Linked DNA regions of Mus musculus: all the other regions are linked to region 3. Evidence: chromatin contacts called from public Hi-C and promoter capture Hi-C data. All regions are on one chromosome and are shown on one strand. Each heading gives the region's core, a stretch centred on a gene start, on an enhancer-like site or on the middle of the called end of the contact. The rest is flanking DNA. Distances are from core to core; before and after follow the strand shown. Region 1 has its middle 41 kb from the start of Gm34612. Region 2 has its middle 92 kb from the start of Gm34549. Region 3 holds the start of Nr2f2 (nuclear receptor subfamily 2, group F, member 2). Region 4 has its middle 32 kb from the start of Arrdc4.

Evidence for each region. Promoter capture Hi-C pulls out the DNA fragments that hold promoters and counts their contacts. Hi-C and Micro-C count contacts between places; a contact is called where the count stands out from the background.
Region 1: a contact with region 3 is called in a Hi-C map of adipose-derived mesenchymal stem cells, with 6 times the contacts expected there. The contact joins the enhancer-like site here to the promoter of Nr2f2 in region 3. A contact is called at or near these places in 6 of 39 promoter capture datasets (the 3T3-L1 cell line, hippocampal neurons, liver and 1 more), 6 of 484 Hi-C or Micro-C datasets (adipose-derived mesenchymal stem cells, cerebral cortex, cortical neurons and 2 more), 8 of 115 datasets of contacts at active chromatin or transcription factors (the NIH/3T3 cell line, astrocytes, embryonic forebrain and 5 more) and 1 of 9 other capture datasets (adipose tissue).
Region 2: a contact with region 3 is called in a Hi-C map of uterus, with 10 times the contacts expected there. The contact joins the enhancer-like site here to the promoter of Nr2f2 in region 3. A contact is called at or near these places in 5 of 39 promoter capture datasets (the 3T3-L1 cell line, hippocampal neurons, liver and 2 more), 2 of 15 datasets of contacts at CTCF or cohesin (the NIH/3T3 cell line and stem cell-derived epiblast-like cells), 10 of 484 Hi-C or Micro-C datasets (the AML12 cell line, cortical neurons, embryonic fibroblasts and 4 more), 14 of 115 datasets of contacts at active chromatin or transcription factors (the NIH/3T3 cell line, astrocytes, craniofacial prominence and 11 more) and 1 of 9 other capture datasets (embryonic stem cells).
Region 4: a contact with region 3 is called in a promoter capture Hi-C map of liver, with 4 times the contacts expected there. The contact joins the enhancer-like site here to the promoter of Nr2f2 in region 3. A contact is called at or near these places in 5 of 39 promoter capture datasets (the C10 cell line, hippocampal neurons, liver and 1 more) and 2 of 115 datasets of contacts at active chromatin or transcription factors (stem cell-derived neural progenitor cells and trophoblast stem cells).

Annotation. Positions count from the first base shown.
Region 1 is chr7:68,832,174-68,835,313 of GRCm38.p6, forward strand. No RefSeq gene overlaps it. Among named protein-coding and RNA genes, the nearest start is that of Gm34612, 41 kb to the left of the region's middle. Within about 2 kb of position 1,463, at least 21 of the 459 cell types and tissues checked have an H3K27ac peak or open chromatin away from gene starts, as enhancers often do. A contact at or near this core is called in adipose-derived mesenchymal stem cells, cortical neurons and hippocampal neurons, where this site is marked.
Region 2 is chr7:68,578,392-68,582,006 of GRCm38.p6, forward strand. No RefSeq gene overlaps it. Among named protein-coding and RNA genes, the nearest start is that of Gm34549, 92 kb to the left of the region's middle. Within about 2 kb of position 1,445, at least 5 of the 459 cell types and tissues checked have an H3K27ac peak or open chromatin away from gene starts, as enhancers often do. A contact at or near this core is called in uterus, where this site is marked.
Region 3 is chr7:70,358,625-70,361,958 of GRCm38.p6, forward strand. It overlaps Nr2f2 (nuclear receptor subfamily 2, group F, member 2), which reads right to left and starts at 1,969. Exons shown (of 3, transcript NM_009697.3): 1 at 1,264-1,969. The coding sequence starts at 1,705.
Region 4 is chr7:68,715,440-68,718,868 of GRCm38.p6, forward strand. No RefSeq gene overlaps it. Among named protein-coding and RNA genes, the nearest start is that of Arrdc4, 32 kb to the right of the region's middle. Within about 2 kb of position 2,157, at least 71 of the 459 cell types and tissues checked have an H3K27ac peak or open chromatin away from gene starts, as enhancers often do. A contact at or near this core is called in liver and trophoblast stem cells, where this site is marked.

The DNA.
Region 1 (3,140 bases), core at 213-2,712, 1.5 Mb before region 3:
ACAGACATGTTAATTTATGAACTCAACTGTCTACTAAGAGGGTGAAAAGAATAGAATGACCAGCCTGACTCCAATCAGGCTGCGTAGTAGTATTCAGTATCCAGTAGAATACAGGCTGCAGAGTAGGACCTAGCCACACCATAGATCTTCCGATTTCTTAGTGGATTACCTGTTTTCATAAGAATCTCAGGTGACGCTCCTCAGAGACATTTTACTCTGAAGTTTGCTGTTTTATATTTGGTAAAGGAGAGTGCAGCACGCTGTGAAATTTCAATTTAAAATAACAAAATTTCCGGTTAAAATATACCCAACACATTTCAAGGACCTTACGAACACAAGTGATTTGTTGTTTGTTAGGCACACATTTCCTTGGGTGTCTTGTGTTTTATCAATGACTCTCCTGGTCCCTATGTAAGTCCCTTACATGGACAGGTGGCTGGTATTTCCAGTGCTCAGGGGAATATGATAAAGGATTAGTGGTCAAGGTTCTGGCTCCTTTATCATGGGATTTATAACATTCAAGATGCAAGGAGCAGCCACTCATGCTTATAGATGCAAAACTTCTTGGTGTCAGGTGGCTTCTCCTACCTAGAAGGTTCAAGGCAAGTTATGCAGACAAAAGCAGAGCCATGTTTTTAGCTGTGTAAAGAAATGGAAGTGGGGAGAGTGAACAGAGCAACCTGTGTGGGTTGCGATTTAAATGTGGTCCAGTCTCTGAGACAAGATTTTCATTATCTTGAGCTATTTCCTTGACTCTTTTGTTTCTTTCTCAAGAGTTAGTGTTTGGGGACTTACTATCATTGAATAAAAATTAAATTTTCTTTAAAAATAATTTGTTCTTAAGAAACATTCATGCCACTTGGCTAAGAAGAACGTCCTCACAATAGAAGTGGTTTGAACTGCTGTCCTCAGCAGATTGCCAGGACAAGGATGAGTTGGGGTTCTCTGTCTGGAGTGTTTCTAACTCTCTCACTGCCCACACATCCATGCACACAACTTGCCATGAAATACCTGGGCTTGCCAAATACCAAGAAGAGAGAAAGTAGCTGGAATTGGTTGTGGTGCTTGCCTGAAGTCCTGGCACTTGGGAAATGGAGGAAAAATAATGAGTTCCATACTAACATGGGCTACATAGTGAGACTTAGTCTCAAAAACAGACACAAAAACAATATCAAAAGCAAGCAAACATAGACAAAACAAAAGGAGAAGATGAAGACAAGCTAGTCATACCCAAAGAGCCCTCCGTAGCTAGTCGTGATGATTAACATTGTCAACTGGATTTTTGGTATTACGGTCAATGTCCCCTTCCTTTCATTTGATCCTATAACCAGAAGTAGGGCTTGTTGCTCAGCCAACAGGCTAAACTGTGCGACTATGTGAAGGATGGGGCCAGTCTGTGCCTTCACTGGGTACGATCCAGAGAGAGGCATAGAGAGCCGGGTGAGTCAGTGAAACTTGGCTAGACTTAACTGTAGATGTGTCACTGGGAGGCATGCTGCAGCTCCATGGGTAAGAATTGACTGTCATAGATTGTATCTTCTGGGCGAAATGTACTAGATGAACTACAGATTGTATTTTCCAGGCCGTGATGATTCATGCTTGCAATTGCCGATCTTTGGGGACAGCTCCCACTGGAACAGACACCCCCAGTTTTCCTTAACTCAAAATTAGTCATGTATCCCCTGGAACTCGATGTTTTATTCCCCCTTCCCCCTTTTCTTGGATGTGCATTGTTCAGAGATCTGTGTGCTGTGCATTCTCAATTTTTTTTTCTTTTTACTGTGCCTTTAATGCAAAGTGAGCCAGTTTCAGTGCTCAGATTTTAAGCAAATGTCTTTTTCTGGTTGAAATGACAAAAGACCCTAAAAGACAACTCTTTGATCAGCACCGTCAACTATTGGATGATACTTTTGTTCGACACCAGTGCAGCTTGCAGAATGTTTATTTGGCAATTGGAAAAAGGTCACCATTTTAAGGCAGTTCAGAAACCAAATGTTCCCGTAATATGGCAGATTTCACACAATGCACCCCTTGGCTTGGCTGCTTTGGAATCTGTGCTTTTGACAAGCTTGAGCTATCTTAGCTGCGTGTGTGCATGTGTGTGTGTGTGTGTGTGTGTGTGTGTGTGTCCACATTTGTCTACCTGGGGTCAGCTACAGAGTCTTTGGTTATAGGCCTATGCATGACACACATTGAGCTCTCCACAGTAAGAACATTTATACCCTGAGGTGATTGCTTGAAATCAGGGAAGAGGCTGGTGGGCAGAATCTCCGAGCTAGGTGTAACATATGTAGAGACAGAACCGCATGTGCAAAGAAGCTTGAATCAGGTTTTTTATCTTTCCCCTACCCAATCCTGCGTGTTAAGCAGCATTTGTATAATCCCTCCTGAAGTAGATAGAAAACCCTCTTTAATTAGCTCCTGCAGGCTGTGTCTCTTTACTGCCACCTGTCGTTCAGGAGAAGATTATGCTGGGACAGGGTGTGAGGAGAGGAGAGAATTTTTTTTTTTTTTTTTTTTTGGTCAGGCATTCAGCTCACTACCCTAAAGAGAACTCCACGAAGCCAGGCAGCCGAGCTTGCCCACAGCCAGCAGTGAGAGCTGAAGGATGATTTTTTTTTTTGCCTTGACCTAGAGCAAACTACTTACTTGGCAGCCGACATTACTCATTTAGAGTCTCAAAAGAGCACGTTCCTCATTCATTCTAATAGAAACAGCATCTTAGAGGTGTCCACTGCGTTTTCAAATGAAATCAAGAATGGCTCCTGTAAGTAAAATTCTTCTGAGGACCAGAATTGTGCCAAACATCAGCACAACATTTAATATGCTCATTACAAATTGAAAGAAGGAGTTGAAACTAATTGCAGCTTTGGGTGGAAGTCCTAGTCATTCCAAGTTAACTCAAATGGTCCAGTATATACATGATATTTATTTTTGCTTCTCTTGGGTGTAGTAAATGTGTCTGAGTTTGTGCACTAAACCTCAGGTTGGAGTTGTTTGGCTAACATCTGTTAGGATTGGGGTCTTGCTCTTAATTGGGACCATCTGGAAAGGAAGAAGAGCAGAAAGAGGAAACTCATCATCTATTTGTTAAGGTGTATGCGCGCACGCGTGTGTGTGCGTGCGTGCATGCATGTGTG
Region 2 (3,615 bases), core at 195-2,694, 1.8 Mb before region 3:
ATACTTCGTGACCTGCACATCAGAGAAGGCAACTGACTCACAGTCACCAGGGCAGGCCATACAAACCCTGGAGTCTGGGAGAGTCACTTTCCTCGTCAATGAGCCAAATGAAAGGCAGCATCCTTTCCTAGCTTAGAGCTTTCTCTTCCCCATTTATAAGTTCTTGGAGTTGCATCTGTGCATCCCCAATGTTTCTGGAGTGGATCTCCCTGCTGGTAAGGGTGGGATTTGAGTTTGTGTATAATTCCATTCAAACCATCTCCACTGGCTCCTTGTACTCTCCTAAACAAGACTCCCTATCTTCATCACGTCTGGCTGGTTTAGCTCAGCTTGCCACACTGCACAGGAGACGTTAGATTTCTGGCATACATCTCCAGACATTTTATGGACCAATAATTCCCAAGGTGTACATGAGCTCTCACAGCCCGGTAATTACCGTTGCCCTCTTCCCTGGACCTGTCTCCATAAAGAGCCGCCTCTCTGCGCATCTCTGGCATCTCCTCCTCTCTAAGGCTGGACTTGGAACTACCAAGCTCCTAATTATCCATCCTGCTCAGGGAATCTCTGTGTGGGGTTCTCAGGCCAGCCTTTGATGGAGGGTTTGGTGGTGGTGGTGGTGGTGGGGTGGTGGGGTGGGGAAGTCTAGTCATTGACCTTGATTAAAGAGCTTCGATGGATCAAGTAAAACGGGCATCTTATTTCGTTCACAGCAAACTAATCTCGTGGACCAAACTTAAAGGTGAATTGTGGGAAATAAGTAAATTTGACCAAAATTTACTGTAATTTCTGTCTCAAATCACTGTTGTTTGATCAAGTAAGGACTCATTCAATGATTCGATGGCGCTTTCTTCTTTTCTTTTGTACCTCAACCAAATCCGAGCAATTATTCTGGAGCTCAAAACCACATTAAATCCATTTACTGCCTCCCTCAGCTGGTCAACCCCCCCCCCCCCACGAGGACCCGCCCTCTCCACAAGCATAAGCATTGGTTTCCTGCCCTGCTCAGCTCACACCTTAGCCAGGAGAAAACGATCCTTGGTACTTAACCAGGAAAGGGGAAGTGCTGTTAGACACTAGCCCACTATGTGCTTTGCAAACTACCACAAAACGTGTGATTCTTTTCTTTAATTAAACTCACACCTCCCTTGGGGGGAAAAAGGAAAGACAGGGAAGAGGCCATGCTTCGAGTGATAATTGTCTTTTCTTTGATTTTCAAAAGTGAGAGAAATAATAGGAAGTCAGAGACTCACCTAGTCGATAAACTAGCCTATTGTTAATTACCCTCGGAACACATACATGTATTGATCTGAAAATCTTCTAGGTGGAGTGATTGACAGCAGCGAATCCCCATACTTCAGTCCCAAGGGACAAGGGACTTGGTTTGCGGGTAGCCTGGAGCTAACAAGTCGGGCTCCTGAAGAAGTAGCAGGCTCCTACCAGTAGGTGGCAGCAGAGTTCCACGGATGGAAACAACTGCTCAGCCCAGTCCTGAATTTGTCCCCAAACCTAGGAAAGATCGCAGAGTTCCTGACTTTAAAATCCACTTCCCAAGGCGCACAAGAGGTCTTCGAAAAAACCCAGAGGATTGTTTTCTGCCGTACTGTACATTCCATTCCATTTTGCTCTTTTTTTTTTCTCATTTGGCTAGGAACTGGTAACGCCACTTTCAGGTTTATTCTTCACACGCCCCTCCATTCCTCGTCTTGCTTTCTTTTTGTTTCATTTACAGTTTCTCTTGTAGCTGTCATATCTACATTAGAGGGTAAAGTATAGCTAAGTGGGTTTTTTATTTTTATTTTTAAAAAATTTGCAACTGTTCTTTTGTGGGCTGTGATTATGACAGGAAAGAAAGTCTCAGACATGGTCTGAACAATTTGTCTGCTTAATTTGGAAGTCATTCAGGTATTGTATTGTATTGGTTTGGTTTGGTTTGATCATTAAAAACGCATCCTCATATAGATACTGCACAATAGACATAATACAGAGTATGAATATAAGAATATGTAGAATGATAGATATAGAGAATGATAGAATATATAAGTGGTATAGAATGAAGTCAGGTGTGAGGCTTGCTGGTGCTTCTCAGCTCATGGAAGATTTATCAATATCAAACTGTTGAGAGACATCATTCATTCATTCATTCATTCATGAATTTATTAATTTCCCCTTCATTTTATTATCTCCATTTTCCCTCGCCTTGCCTCCCCCCACCTTTAACTTTACAAAAACAGGGTTTACCTTTCACTAGACCGTTCTGTTTAGCAGCAGGCTCTACTCTAAAATATGCATTTTTGTGGGCTTTCTATTTTTCAAAAATGTATTAGGTTGTTCTGTCCTTTCTTCTCCTATGAACTACTGTGCTTTAGAGATTATGTTGCTGTGTATATACCTTCAACCCTCCTGCTTCTGACTCCTGCGGAGAGGTCTACCTGGACTAGAATGCTATTCACTGCCCCCTAGGGGTGGATCCCTGAACTGCCCAGGACTCTTCAGATATCCTTTTGTGATGACCATCTTAGGTTTGTCTCTTTATAAACTGGTGTGGGAATCTCTGGGAACGTACATATTTTTAATCTGACAGCTTTACCAAATGGGTCCGCTCTTTTTGTTCCCACCACCACCACATCTCCATGGCACGGAGTCAGTACTGTCTGGAGAACAGCCGCATTCCCCGTTTATTGAGATCGTTCTTCCATCATTTCATTCCGTTCATTAGACTCCAACAACACCCATTATACTTTATACGGTGAAACGTTTCCTCTTCCATGATTTCTAAATGTTTTATATAGTCTTAAAGCTATTGTGATTTTTTTCTTAAGTTATCTTTCCTTGCTGTTTGTTGCTTGTGTGGAAACCATTATTATTTCTCTGTTAGTGACTTTGTATCTAGGGAGCTTTTTTGGGTGATGCTTTTGGTTGTAATTGCGTATCTTTCGAAGTCTGTCGATTTTATTGGTAAGGAACACACTCTCTGCAAACAATGTTCTTTATCTCAACACTTCTTATTTATGTATCAATTCTTAAAACATGAGCCATTTAAAACAACATTAGAAAATAAGAGTAACCCTTGTCCTATATCCAGTTAGAGGAGACATCTAATTTTCTCATTAATTTCGATGTTTATCTAAGCTTTTGGTGGGTAAACATTGCCGAGTTAAGGATGATACCTTCCTTTCTGCTCCAAATGTGCTAAGATGCTCATGTGTATATTGAGACGATCCTGTGATTTTTTTTTCCCTTGTAGCTTACTAGTGTGGTACATTGTATCCATGCGTTCTCCATATATGGACACATTTTTTTTTTTACATGTCTTGAAGAGATGCCATTTTGGTGATAGAAAAGCTGAAAAATTTCAGAAGAAGTTCCTAGAATTAACTTTTCTCACATATATTTTGTAAATTACACACACACACACACACACACACACACACACACATACACATACACATACACATACACATACACATACACATACACATACATATACATATACAACATTTTTCTGTGTTAAGCCCTGGACTAGGTACTGGGGCTATGTTTTTTTGTTCTATGGATAGTGGATCTTTTCAGCACAAACTCTGGCCAACAGTGGTTTTCCCTTGCAGTCAAATGCTC
Region 3 (3,334 bases), core at 719-3,218:
ACTGCTAAATAGCTGATATTTCTTATTGATTGGAGAAGGAACGAGACGGGAATGTAGGGGGAGGGTGAGACGCTTTTGCACAAGACATTAAGGTTTACCCCAGATGGCCTGTGGCCACCTCCGAACGACTGTCCCCAAACCTTGTAACCTCAACCCCAGCCCAGGAAGGAAACCCCGGCGAGAGACAGAGTCTTGGTCTGGCGTCTTTGCCTGATCCCTGAGCTCAGCTCGGAGGAGGAGAGACAAGGGAGAAAAGGGCGGAGAGAGAAAGAGTGAGGCCGTCAGAGAGGAGAGGAAGCGGGAGAGAGGCTGGGAGCAGACGTGGGGCGCTTGCGGAGCCCAGACAAGGCCGGTGACGACCGGAGAAAGCCGGCGAGGCTCAGGCACCCGCTGTTATCTGACTCAGGACCGGGAGAGTCGCTCTCGCAGAAACACAAAGAAACCCCGGCATTGGCTCGCTCCAACCCGGAGCCCGCGCCCAGGCGCGGAGCGCGCCATTGGTAGAGCACTGTTCCCGGCTCTGGGATAATTTTATATCACAAAGACCCAACTGGCGCAGAGGGAAAGCAGCGGCCAAAGGCCCCTTGCCCACACTTTCCTACTCCCTACAGTGCTCTCAGGGTTTCAAAAGTGAAAGGAAAAAAAAAGAAAACAAGAGGTATTTTTTTAAAGCAGAATGTTAATCCACGGAGGGGTCACATGAGCTCTGCCCAGGCGGCAGCGTTAATACGGCGAAGTGCATAAAATTGCCATTTGTAATTTGAACCTCCTGTACAAAAGTACAATCTCAGGTTGTTTTTTTTTTTTTCTGAAAAGGTGGGGGTTGGGGAGAGGGGTAAGGAGGAGGGACATATGTTGAACATGCAGGAAAAACAAGGAAAGAGAGAAAGGGAAGAGAGAGGGGGGGGACTTTAAAACAACAACAAACAACCCATTCCTTGCAGAAAGGTGAACTCTAATGAACTCTCAATCAATGCAAAGGAAAGGAAAAGCTGTCCGGAGAGGGAGAAAGAGAGAGAGGGGGAGAGGAAGAAAGAGTGGAGAAGGAAAGTCTACTAAAGCATGCGGACTGTAATGGGGGTGGGGGCTGATCTGGGTTGCAGTGCAGACCCCCACCCCCCTCCCCGGTTCCTAGTACCAAATCCCCTCCGACTGCAACCGGGAGAGCTCGGGGCTTCTGAGTCCTTACCCAGAGCAGGCTAGCCAAACGCACCCAGAGCCCCGGGACCGCGGGCGAAGGGGGAAGAAATGAGAGGCCGATACCTTCCCGTCTCATGCCCACTTTGAGGCACTTTTTGAGGCGGCAGTACTGGCACTGGTTGCGGTGGTGCTGGTCGATGGGACAGTTCCGGTTGGCGCGGCACGTGTAGCTCAGGTTCCTCCGCACGCTGCGCTTGAAGAAGCTCTTGCAGCCCTCGCACGTGAACTGGCCGTAGTGCTTGCCGCTCGACTTGTCCCCGCACACCACGCACTCGATGTGCTGCTGCTGCTGCTGCTTGTCGCTGCCCGGGCCGCCAGGGCCGCCCTGGCCGCCAGCCGCTGTCTGGGCCGGCGTGCTGGCCGGGCCCCCTTGGCCCGGCGTCTGTGGCGTGTGCGGGGCGCCAGGCGGCGGGCCCGGCACGGGCGGCGCCTGCGAGGCCTGGCTGCCCTGAGAGCCGGGCACCTCGTCCTGGGGGTCGCGCCACGTGCTGACTACCATTGCCATATCTATGGGGGCCGCGTCCGGACTTCTGCTCCCCTGGCTGCGGGCGGCGGCGGGGTGGCGGCGGCTCCCGGGTCTCGGGCTCCGGCGCGCCGCCTTTTGTGTGTGCGAGGGTGCGAGAGGGCGCGGGAGGGCGCCCCGGGTGGCTCAGGGCTAGTTGATTTGAGGTTGGTTAGTTTTTCCTTTTTTGTTTTTTTGTTTTTGCTTTTGCAAAGTTTTGTCGATTGCTTGTCTGGCCCGGTGTGTTTGTTTTGTTTGTTTCCCTCGGCTCAGCTTTGTTGGTTTCGGGGGGCTTTCCGTCCAGAGGGGAGGGCAAGGGGACAGGGGAAAGAGAGTGGGAGCAGAACGTGGAGAGAGGGAGGGGAGGGAGAGCTGCAAGTCGATTGTCTGGCTTCAAGACAGAAGTAGGAGGCAAAAAAAAAAAAAAAAAAATCTCTCTAAAGATCTCGCTCGCTCTCACTCTCCCTCCCTCTCTCCCTCTCTGGTTCACTCTCTCGCTCTCAGATCTAGTGTGCAGCGGAGGAGTTGGAGGAGGAGAAGGAGGAGGAGGAAGAGGAGGAGGAGGAAGAGGAGAAGGAGAAGGAGAGGCGACTGTCCGGGGGCCAAGTCCAGGGCAGCCCACAGTCAGCCATTCAGGAAAGCCATCGAAATCAGGAGGACTGGGAGAGCGGAGGCGCCGGGCGCGGGCGCGCCCTGGGAGCCAGGCAGGCCGGGGCGGAGGCCGGCGGCCCGCGGAGTGGCCGGAGCTCTGCCCGGGTCCGGGGGAATCAGCATGAAAGTGGTCCGCGTCCGGCGCTGCGCGGCGTCGTCCTGGCGCTGGGCCGCCGCCGCCTCCTGCCCCGGGCGCCTGGCGCGCGCCGCGCTCGCTCCGGACGCCGCCGCCGCCGCCGCCGCTCTCGGAGGCCGCTCGTTGCTCTCCGCGGGCCGCCCGGGCCGCCGCCGCCGCCGCCGAAGCCTCCGGGTCGGGCCCGGAGCCGCTGCGTCTAGCGCCGCCGCCGCCGGTGGAGTCGCTGCTGCTGCCGCTGCTGCCGCCGCCGGTGGAGCCGCTGCTGCTGCTGCTGCTGCTGCTGCTGCCGCCGCCGCCTCACACACATAGGGAAAGAGTCAACTCGCCGGCGGCGGGGGAGAGATGATAAGAGAGAAAGGAGGGCAGATCAGCACCTAGAAGCGCATCCTTCGTGCGCAGAGGGGGGAGAAACGGAGAGAAAGAATGAAAGAGGGAAGAGCAGCGCGGCACCCGGAGAAAGGAGGCAACTCCGGCAGAGGAGGAGGAGGAGAAGAAAACACACACGCGCGCACGCACGCACACACCGCGGAGAGAAAAGAGCAGAATCAAAGTGATCAAATATGCTAAAAAGGGGGGCGCGGGAGGGAATGCGATTTATAGGCGCCGGGGCTGGCAGAAGTGGCTTCTCCGCGATCAGCTCACTGAGCTCTCTATATAGTGAACTTTGACACGACTGCTGCAACTTAGCGCACGTTGCCATGGCGACGGCGCGCCTTATAAGGCAGCCGCCGGGGTTGGCCTGGCCCGGCGCGCGCGCGCCGCCCCCTCGTCGTCATTGGCCGGAGCGCAGCGGCCCCGCCATGGCGGCAGCGGGAGCAGCCCGGTCCTAGCGCGAGCGGCGTCGA
Region 4 (3,429 bases), core at 907-3,406, 1.6 Mb before region 3:
GATACACAGCCCATATATGGGAGGGATCTGGACCAGTAGCCTCACTATAGACTCTTGGAATTCCAGTGTCAGGCAAGGCAATGGCCTAGAGCTTACTTAGACTCCCCTGAGAGGCAGCTCATGGTATGCTGACCGTGATCAAGAGGAGCCAGCTGCTTTAAGTACACAACTGCCCAGAATATACATATCGCCTATCTTCTGTCTTCATACCAGGTTCATGTGAAGCTTTGTATAGCAGGAAAATAGGAAGCAATCTGAGTCCCTACTGGGAGTATGGTGCTTTAATTAGTCATTGTTGGATCGTAGTCTAGGTGATCACACTGCCATAACATCATGTTGATGGAGAACATTTTAGGTTCCAGCATAGGCGCTGGAAAAGAATACAGGACAACAATAATATTTTATTTGATATATGTAATATTTGAATTCAGTCATAGCTAACACACAGTGTAAATAAACACTTAAAACATTGATTTATTTATATGTGGAGTATTGATTTCCTCCATACTTTGAAATTTTATATAAGCAAGACAAAACTTATTCTATTCTTCTCCTCCCCATTGCCTTTCTACTATTCCGTAGCTAGACTTAAAACCAAGGAAGTGCCTCAGATACAGAACACATCCAAACACAACCAAAGCTGACACTGCTTGGGGCCCTCCCAGTCTTCCCTGGTCCTGGCACTTTAGAACTCATCCACCTAGCGAGTATGTATTGAGCACATGCTGTATTCCAGGCACAGCTCTGGTCATCAACACCGGCCCTCACTCCTATCTTCTCAACACTTGGCTGAACAGCATCTCTCGTCCCCTGGAGGTTCATTCTCCCATCCTCCGTGTGGCAGAGGAGGTCAAAGAGAAGAACTCGGATGAAAGTTCTTGAGCCTCCACTGTTATATCAGGTGCCCCATTGTAGCCACTTGAAGATTTGGTAGCAGAGGAAGCAATCTCAAAGAAAGTGTCAGCTAGCTAATCTACCACTGAAAACCATAATACCAGAGGGCATTGGTTGACAGAGTGAAACGGGTTGTGCAGGCTCGTAGTTTTAAATCCTTCAGTCAGTAAATCAGGCAGACCCATTTCTTTCAAACCTCTGTTGAAAGTGTCAGACAGTAATGACAAGGAGGGGACCAGAGTCTCAGTCTCCTTTCAAAGACAGATACTCCAGTGACTTAGCAATCACCAACTGGGTACCAACCCTTAATGTTCCACTGCCTCCCAGATGTGCTACACTGGAACGATGTCTTCAACACTTGAGCTGTCATGGAAACATTTAAAATCCCAACTACATCAAAAATGGTAAGTGATTTCTTTTAGGTTATTGTCGTGGTTAAAATGAGAAAAATTATTTTGACTGGTCTGTGAACATGTTGCTCTTCCTATATCAGCCTGTAGGATGACCTTGAATAATGAATAGTGATGTGGAGTCAGGAAAACTGAGCACTCTTCCCATGGGGAGAGGGCGGGGAACAAAAGCCTATGGTTTTGCCTTTATGTTCACGGAGACAAGTGTTCCTGCAGTTACGGTGGATTTGTATTAAGATGATGAGGTGGGAGAGAGTGAGGAGGAAATAAATAGAGCCATCTAGATATCTCAAAGTGACAATGGTGTTTTGGTTTAAATTCACACCTTTGCCACAGGCCACGTCATTTCCCGCTAGAGGCTGGACATTTGCGGCTGAATTCTTGTCTGAAGACATCACCTCCTACTCCCCTCCCCCATCTCCCACCTAGCCCTTCCTGGTCTCCTCGGCTTATTTTCATGTCATCCACCAGCACTGGCAGTGACGTAATTTATTGGCTGTCTTATTTATTGTTTGTTTGTCTTTTCCCCAAGATGCTGTAAGCCTCTGATTGCTTTGTTCCCTGCAGTGATACACCTGCGTGTAGAAAGTACTCAAGAATGTCTTTTAGTGAGGATCTGGTTTTCAGAGGAAACATAGATAAAGTTATCTGCAAACCACCCTGGCTTCCATAGTTGGGCTTTTCAAATAGGGATCAGTCTTCGCTCAATACAATGGGCCATAGAGTTTTGTTCCCTGACCCCTCCCGATGGGGAGATTGCTCGGATTTCCTGACTCCGCATCAGTCCCTTCTGTTGCACAAGTCCAGCCAATTGCTCTCGGGATGACACAAGGGACTGAAGTCAGAGCATGACCCAGTTACAATGTTTATGCGCTGTCCCAGAGAGAAACCAAAGCTGAAATCCGATAACGGAGGATAGGGGAGATCTGGAGATAGAAACTGACCTGAATTCTGAATAACAAGCAGCGAGAAGGAAGCTGGAGAGCAAGCTGGCACGCCTCCAAATGCTGCTCATTGTGTGAATTCCTAGAAGCTGTTAGACACTGGGAAACTGGGCTCACCCAAATGATTAAGCCACCGAGCTTTGAAGAGGCAGTAATACAAACCCAGCAGCTTGGCACCGAGGTCAGAGGCTAGCCTCAGTGGGTCAAGCTGTCTTTGTTTTGATGCTGCTATTATTGGTCCTGGTGCCCTTTAAAACTCTATGAAGAGACTGAGAGTTGAATGGGTGTCTTCATCCTGTAACATGCCTCTCAATGGCAAGACCAGCAGGACTGGATCACCCAGCACTGGGCCCACTCCCATAGTTAGCCTCATGGAATGACCAGCTACTCTCTCAAGGCCATGGTTTTAGAATAGTCTGGAGGTTTGACTTAGGTATCTGCTCATGTCTCAAGGGACAGGCAGCATAAGATGTTTTGAGGGGTTGCATTGTACTGCATAGGATTGTGTAATGGAAAGACAGGAAGGACTTACTGGATTCTATCAGCTTGCTTCAGGCAGGGCAACACACAGCAGGGGAAAAAAAAGCTATACAGAGCCAGGCCTAGTGACTCATGCCCATAATCTCAGCTCTTTAGAGGAGGACTTCAGCAAGTCCAAGGCCAGCTTGGGCTACATGGTGAGTTCCAGGCAAGCCTAGGCTATAAAATGAGAACTTGTCTCAAAAGTGAAAACAAAAACAAACCAATAAAAAAGCCACACAGCCTTTCTTTTCCCCCAGAGAGACACTGTTTCCGTATAATGACACAGGGTTACAGTGACTGAAATCTGTAACAAGGCTCCTCTCTGCAGAAAACAAAATTGTACCTTGGGTCACCCTGCAGTATGAAAGAAGGGAGCATGGCATCTAATGACTGCAACACTCATGTTTGTCTCAGGGACAGAATGATACAGAGGGACCCACCCAACATACACTTATAAATAACACAGAGTCACGACGCTTATTGCTCTAAACACTGGACAAAAATATCAAGATCTCTTAGTTAACATCCATGAGTGTTAAGTATTCTCCAACCTCAAACAGCCCCTTGTTTACAATTCTTATGCTCTGTCAGAAATCCACACGGAAGCTTTGTTGACTTCTGAGATTTACAAGTGCAAGAACAAGTTTAAAATGCCCTGG